Linked DNA regions of Mus musculus: region 1 is linked to region 2. A link is a contact called in public Hi-C data. All regions are on one chromosome and are shown on one strand. The core of a region is the stretch at or near the end of the contact, and the rest is flanking DNA. Distances in the headings are between cores, read along the strand shown.

What was found. Hi-C and Micro-C count contacts between places; a contact is called where the count stands out from the background.
Region 1: a Hi-C map of CD4 T cells shows a contact between it and region 2, with 13 times the contacts expected there. The contact joins the promoter of Itgb1bp1 here to the promoter of Laptm4a in region 2.

The regions. Positions count from the first base shown.
Region 1 is chr12:21,284,927-21,287,630 of GRCm38.p6, reverse strand. Itgb1bp1 (integrin beta 1 binding protein 1) reads left to right here and starts at 1,347. Exons shown (of 7, transcript NM_008403.5): 1 at 1,347-1,525. It overlaps Cpsf3 (cleavage and polyadenylation specificity factor 3), which reads right to left and starts at 1,334. Exons shown (of 18, transcript NM_018813.3): 1 at 1,087-1,334. The coding sequence starts at 1,136.
Region 2 is chr12:8,920,025-8,922,724 of GRCm38.p6, reverse strand. It overlaps Laptm4a (lysosomal-associated protein transmembrane 4A), which reads right to left and starts at 1,418. Exons shown (of 7, transcript NM_008640.2): 1 at 431-1,418. The coding sequence starts at 766.

The DNA of each region.
Region 1 (2,704 bases), core at 98-2,597, about 12 Mb before region 2:
ATGCGTGAGATCTGTCAGAAGAGTTTCCAACTGTTTTGAGACTCAGCACAGTGCTGACCTATACTCCTGAAACAGATGTCAAAATGAGCACTGAGCACGGTCACTGGTATCACTGCACTGCCCAAGAGCAAGCACTCCTCACAGTGAGTGCTTTTTTCCACATGAGGAAGTGGGTTCATTGAGGCTACTTCCGTATTAAACAGGAAGACTGGGTTTCAGGTCTGACACCAACGTAGCTGTCTATTTTCACAAACTCATTCCAGCACTCCCCACTTTACAATTTCACCAAAGGCGTGAAATCAATGAACTCAGCCCATGCCTGGTGATTTTGTTTGATATTTGCTTAGTGTATATAGGGAGATGACAGCATCACTTGGGTACATTCATTGGTAAGTGCTCAGTAAATCTTACTTTATGAGTGGGTAAAGGAGATAGTTTCCGGCCTTTGAAAATGTACACATTCATGTGGTGCCAAATAGTGTCTCATGCTGAACAACAACCACGTGTATTGGATGAGTCTCACCGCTCATCCAGTACGTTCTGCACCTTTAAATGTGTGAGGCAATTCTCTACAAAATATTCCAGAACGCCATTTCCACTAAAACCAATCTTTTATGGTGATTTAGCTCTTAATTTCTCGCGGAAACGCCTCAGCTTTCCCCTCTCCAATTTCCTCCTACCTTCTGCTAAGGTCTGAGCTCTCAAAGTACATACACCACGTCTTTAATTTCCCCGCCCATCTGAGCACGTGTAGGGTCCTGGAAAGGAGGCAGATGCAGTTCTTCCTTGCAGTGTCCTCTATCTGTCGGTTCCCTCAAGGCTTGCTCTGATGTACGAGATCCAGACTTGTGTTAATTGGCAACCCTTTCTTTATGAAAACACCCAATGACCTGGATTTTTTTTCCCCAAAATACCCTCCCCGAGACTGAAGGAAAAATGACATTCAACCTAGATAGCCCATCGATCAATGTTCTCCAAATCCCTTGAACCTGAGAGGCTGGACCCGCAGCTGCCTCCGCGGGGGTCCCTCCAGGCTCTCACACATACGGGGAGGGGGGCTCGCTCCCTCTCTAGCGCATCCCTTACAGGGGTCGGATCAGCAGCTGGTCGCTCTCCTCTGCAGGAATCGCAGACATCCTGGCAGTCTCAGGAGCAGCGTGGACCACGAACTCGTCGCCGCAGTCTCTAAATTCAAAGCACAGCTACTGCAAACCAAAGAAGAAAAAACCCCCACCACCAACACACAACTTCCGGCGCTCTAGCGTTCCCGGAGCTAGATTCGGCCCTCCAACTTCCGGTTCGAGAACGAGGTTCTTTAGGTTCCCGGAGGTGCGGTTAAGGAACTGGAGGCGCGGCCTAAAGACTGCGCCTGCGCATGATAGGGGCGTGGCCCAGCGGACCAGGGCAGGAAAACTGGCAAAGCCGGAGCTGGAATACGAACTGGAATAACCTACCGGCCGCCGCCGCTGGACCATCCCACACCCCGCGAGACCGGGGCGACCGGGGAACGAGCCGAGGAGGCGAGGTGAGAACCGGGCCTCGCCTCAGCCGGGCCAGAGGGTGCGGGTGTGTGGGGAGTACCCCGCAGCCCGCCGTCCTCCCATTCCCTCCACGTCCCGAGGCTGAGGCACCGACAGAGTGCAAACCGGGGAAAGGAAGAGGAGCTCGGCGCCCGGTCAGGGAGGGACCCGCGTTCCCGTGACAGGTCTACCGCCTGCCTCCCCGGGGACCAGGCTCCGCAAGACCCTGAGGCCTCCCTCTGCTTGTTGCTGCACCCAGGTGGGGTTGGAGTTAGCTGTCTACATCCTCACTTGTGCGAGGCATGTGTGCAGAGCTTTGGAAGCCTGATCTTGTCGGGGTCCCCAAGTAAACTTTGTGATGTGGGACAAGTTATTGAATCTCTGGCTTGGTTGACTCACGTGAATGCAGCTGGGCGTTCTCACTGCTCGGAAGGCTCCGATGACCCTAGGGACCGGCTGCTCCAGATGGGCCAGAGTGAGGGCTAGCGGTTTCTGGAGCATCTTGGCGACGTTATTGGATATCACCTCCTAGGGCAATTGTCAGAACCCTGTAACGAGTCCTCTTCCGCTATACTGTCTATCTACTGAGAACCAATTCAGCCTCGCCTTGCACTAGTTAGTTGAGGGAGTGGGAGTTTAAAGAAGAAGATGACATTTTAATGCTGTGATCTGATGTCTTTTAGTCCAACCTGAAAGTCCAAGGAAGGCTTTCTTTAAAAGGCCCGAAATAAGTTGTGCGAGGCAAGTAGTTGCCAAGGAACTTACAAAATGAGAGTTCTGTGGGAGGGAAAGTTAGATAGTATAAGAACATACAGGAGCTTAGAACCGCTCAGAACCAAAGTGGCTTTGCGTTCCTGAGAGATGTGTAGCTCATTGTTGAAGACAAGCTTGAGAGAGAGTGGTTGGAGAGCCCTGGGTGGGTTCTTGCTGGAGGGATTTGACCTTCCTTAGTCAAATCTTAGTAGTCAAATCTTAGTAGGACACCGGTGAACAACGGCCTAATAATACTGAGCTCTGATCTGTGTTTGAAAGAAATCATTGTTATCTTCTTTTCCTCCTCCTCCTCCTCCTCCTCCTTCTTTTTTTTTTTTAAAGATTTATTTATTATTATATGTAAGTACACCGTAGCTGTCTTCAGATGCACCAGAAGAGGGCGCCAGACCTCATCACGGGTGGTTGTGAGC
Region 2 (2,700 bases), core at 169-2,668:
CAGGGAGGGGGTGTAATGAGGAAAATCTGACCCACTGTAAATTCTGGCTAACGTCTAGACTCAAAACAGAGACCTCTGGCTACATCACCGAACGCCTCAACAAAAACTGCAGGAGGCACCCGAACTGGATTTCGCTTTCGATTCGGACAAAACGTCCGAACTGGCTGCATAACTGCGGGACAATAATTGTTTCGATGGGGGGGTGGGGCGGGATGAGGGTTGCGCACTTCCCGAACCCGAAATGACGATCCTATTCCCATCCCCTCCCAAATCCTGGGGAGCCCCATCTCGTAAAGCCTCAGTTCACAGTTAAAAGCACCCCGAAAAGTAGCGCCCCAACAACTTTCACGTCCCCGCCCCCTGCCCACCAGGCCCACTTGTCGCGCAGGCGCACTGGCCTGGTGGAGCGGCCCTGCCAGCCAGCCCTTACCATGTACCAGGTCCCCAGGATGATCGTCCCGGTGCGGACATGGCAACAGCCGCAGCACCGGGTGCTGTAGAACCGGTCGCTGCGGCTCCGTTTGAAAGTCATGGACACCATCCGGAACCTCGCGGGCCTCGTTCTCGCCCAGGCCCCTGACAAAAGCTTTCGGCCCAGCGGTTCAACCCAGACGACTCTACGACGGTGTCCACAGCCAAAGGACGCGTCTTCTGGCCCGCCCTCGGCCCGGGCCCTTGCCAACTCCTGTGCGCCTGCGCTCTGGGCGCCCGGCGCCGCTCTCGCGGGACGTCGGCTCGGAATCTCTCCCTCCGCCTTCTGCCACATACAGACCAACGAAGAGCGGAAGGCCGGGCTACCTGGCTTCTGATTGGAGAAGATGTGGAGATTGAAACAGATCACGCCCAATCAAAAGTTCAACTCTCTCCGGCGCTGTTTGACCGCGGTGCGCGTGGCTGGGCTCGCTGTCGGGGGCTGTAGGAATTGAGGGTAACTCGGTAATTCACCGTCTCCCAGACGAGCTCCGCAAGGAGGAGAAGGGTGAAACAAGACGGAGTTGGTGGCAGACAGCGGGCACGGAGATTTTTGGCGCTGTCTTTCGCCACGTTGTCTTTGTCACTGCGAGGCCCACGTGACGTATTCGTGCTCTATTGTTGGGCCTGTCGGGGCGTGCCTGCGGGAAGGGGCGTGGCTACCATTCTGGCGTGGCCCTCTAGGCTCAGACCAGAAAGGAGGGCTCGCAAGTAGGCTAAAGGATTGGATTTCTGTCCTTCCCCCATCTCTCTGAAGCCTACTTAGAGGGAGCCAATAAATACCACTGGACTCTGCCAAAGGCCAAGGGATTAAGGAAAATGACAGCATGATAAAGTGGAGAAACCGCTTAGCTGTTGAGTTTATACAGATAATAGTGATTTTTTTTTTCTTCTTGAAGAGAAAGATTGTGAAGGACATTGAAATAGGCCAGAAAAACAAGCAAAAAAAAAAAAAAAAAATAGAGAATGAGAGAGTGTGTCTTAAGTGAGAAACAAGCCACACTTTTCTGCATGCTCTGATGCCAGAGTGAGCCTCAACTTTCTGTGGGATGCTGGACATTTCTACAGCATGTTACACGAGACTCACTGACTCATACCTCTTCTCAGAGAAAGCCATTTGACATAAGTTGGGTGATTCAGTTATCATTTTTACTTCAACAATGGGTGCTTTATATTCACTCTATAGTTCCTTCTAACATCTTATGATCCTCATTAACTGAGTCAAGTTTTTGACTGAATTTATTTTGTATTTGTTTTAAGATTTGTGGCTATCAGCCGGGCTGTGGTGGCGCACGCCTTTAATCCCAGCACTTGGGAGGCAGAGGCAGGTGGATTTCTGAGTTCAAGGCCAGCCTGGGCTATGCAGAGAAACCCTGTCTCAAAAACAAACAAACAAACAAACAAGGCTTGTAGCTACCTTGAGAAGGAATGAAACTGTACCATAGTGTGCAGCTGTGGATAATAGGCATAATCAAATAAACACTGAATAATTTCAAAGAACCTCAAAAGTATTTTGGAAAGAGGAAGGGAAGAGATGTCAGGACAAAATCCATGCCTTTACCATAATTTAAGCCAGTAGACAATGCTAGAATTTTATTAATGAAAATATAGTATATATGAAGAGGTGGTAAGTGGGTAAAGTGCTTGCAAAGCAATCGTGAGGATTCATGGAAAACCAGACGCTGTGGCTTTACCTTTCTGTAAAACCCAGCTGTTACAGCCAGACAGATGTCTTGAGTGAGGAGACATCCCTGCAAGCTCTCTGGCCAGCTAGCCTAGTGTATGAGGAAGCAAATGAGGGGGATGCAGGATTTGTGGGTCTTTAAGGTTCCTAGAATATGTGTGTGAGTGAAAAAACGCTACATGTGTAGCAGTCGCTAGAGGAAGCCAGAAGCAGACATAAGATCCCCCTGGAGCTGAAATTGCAGGCTGCCTGATGTGGGTCCTGGGAACTGAACTCTAGGCATCTGAAAGAGCAGAAAACACTTGGTTTTTTAGAAGACTGTGTTTTATGTATATGAGTGTTTTGCCTACCATAATTGAAGCCAGTAGACAATGCTAGAAGTTTATTAATGAAAATATACTATATATGTCTGTTAAGAACATGGACTGGGCATAAGGAGATGGCTCAGTGGGTAAAGTGCCCACTGGAGGCCAGAAAAGGGTGTTGGATTCTCAGGAACTGTTGTTACGACTGGTTGTAAGCCTCCATGTTGGTACTCGGAACCA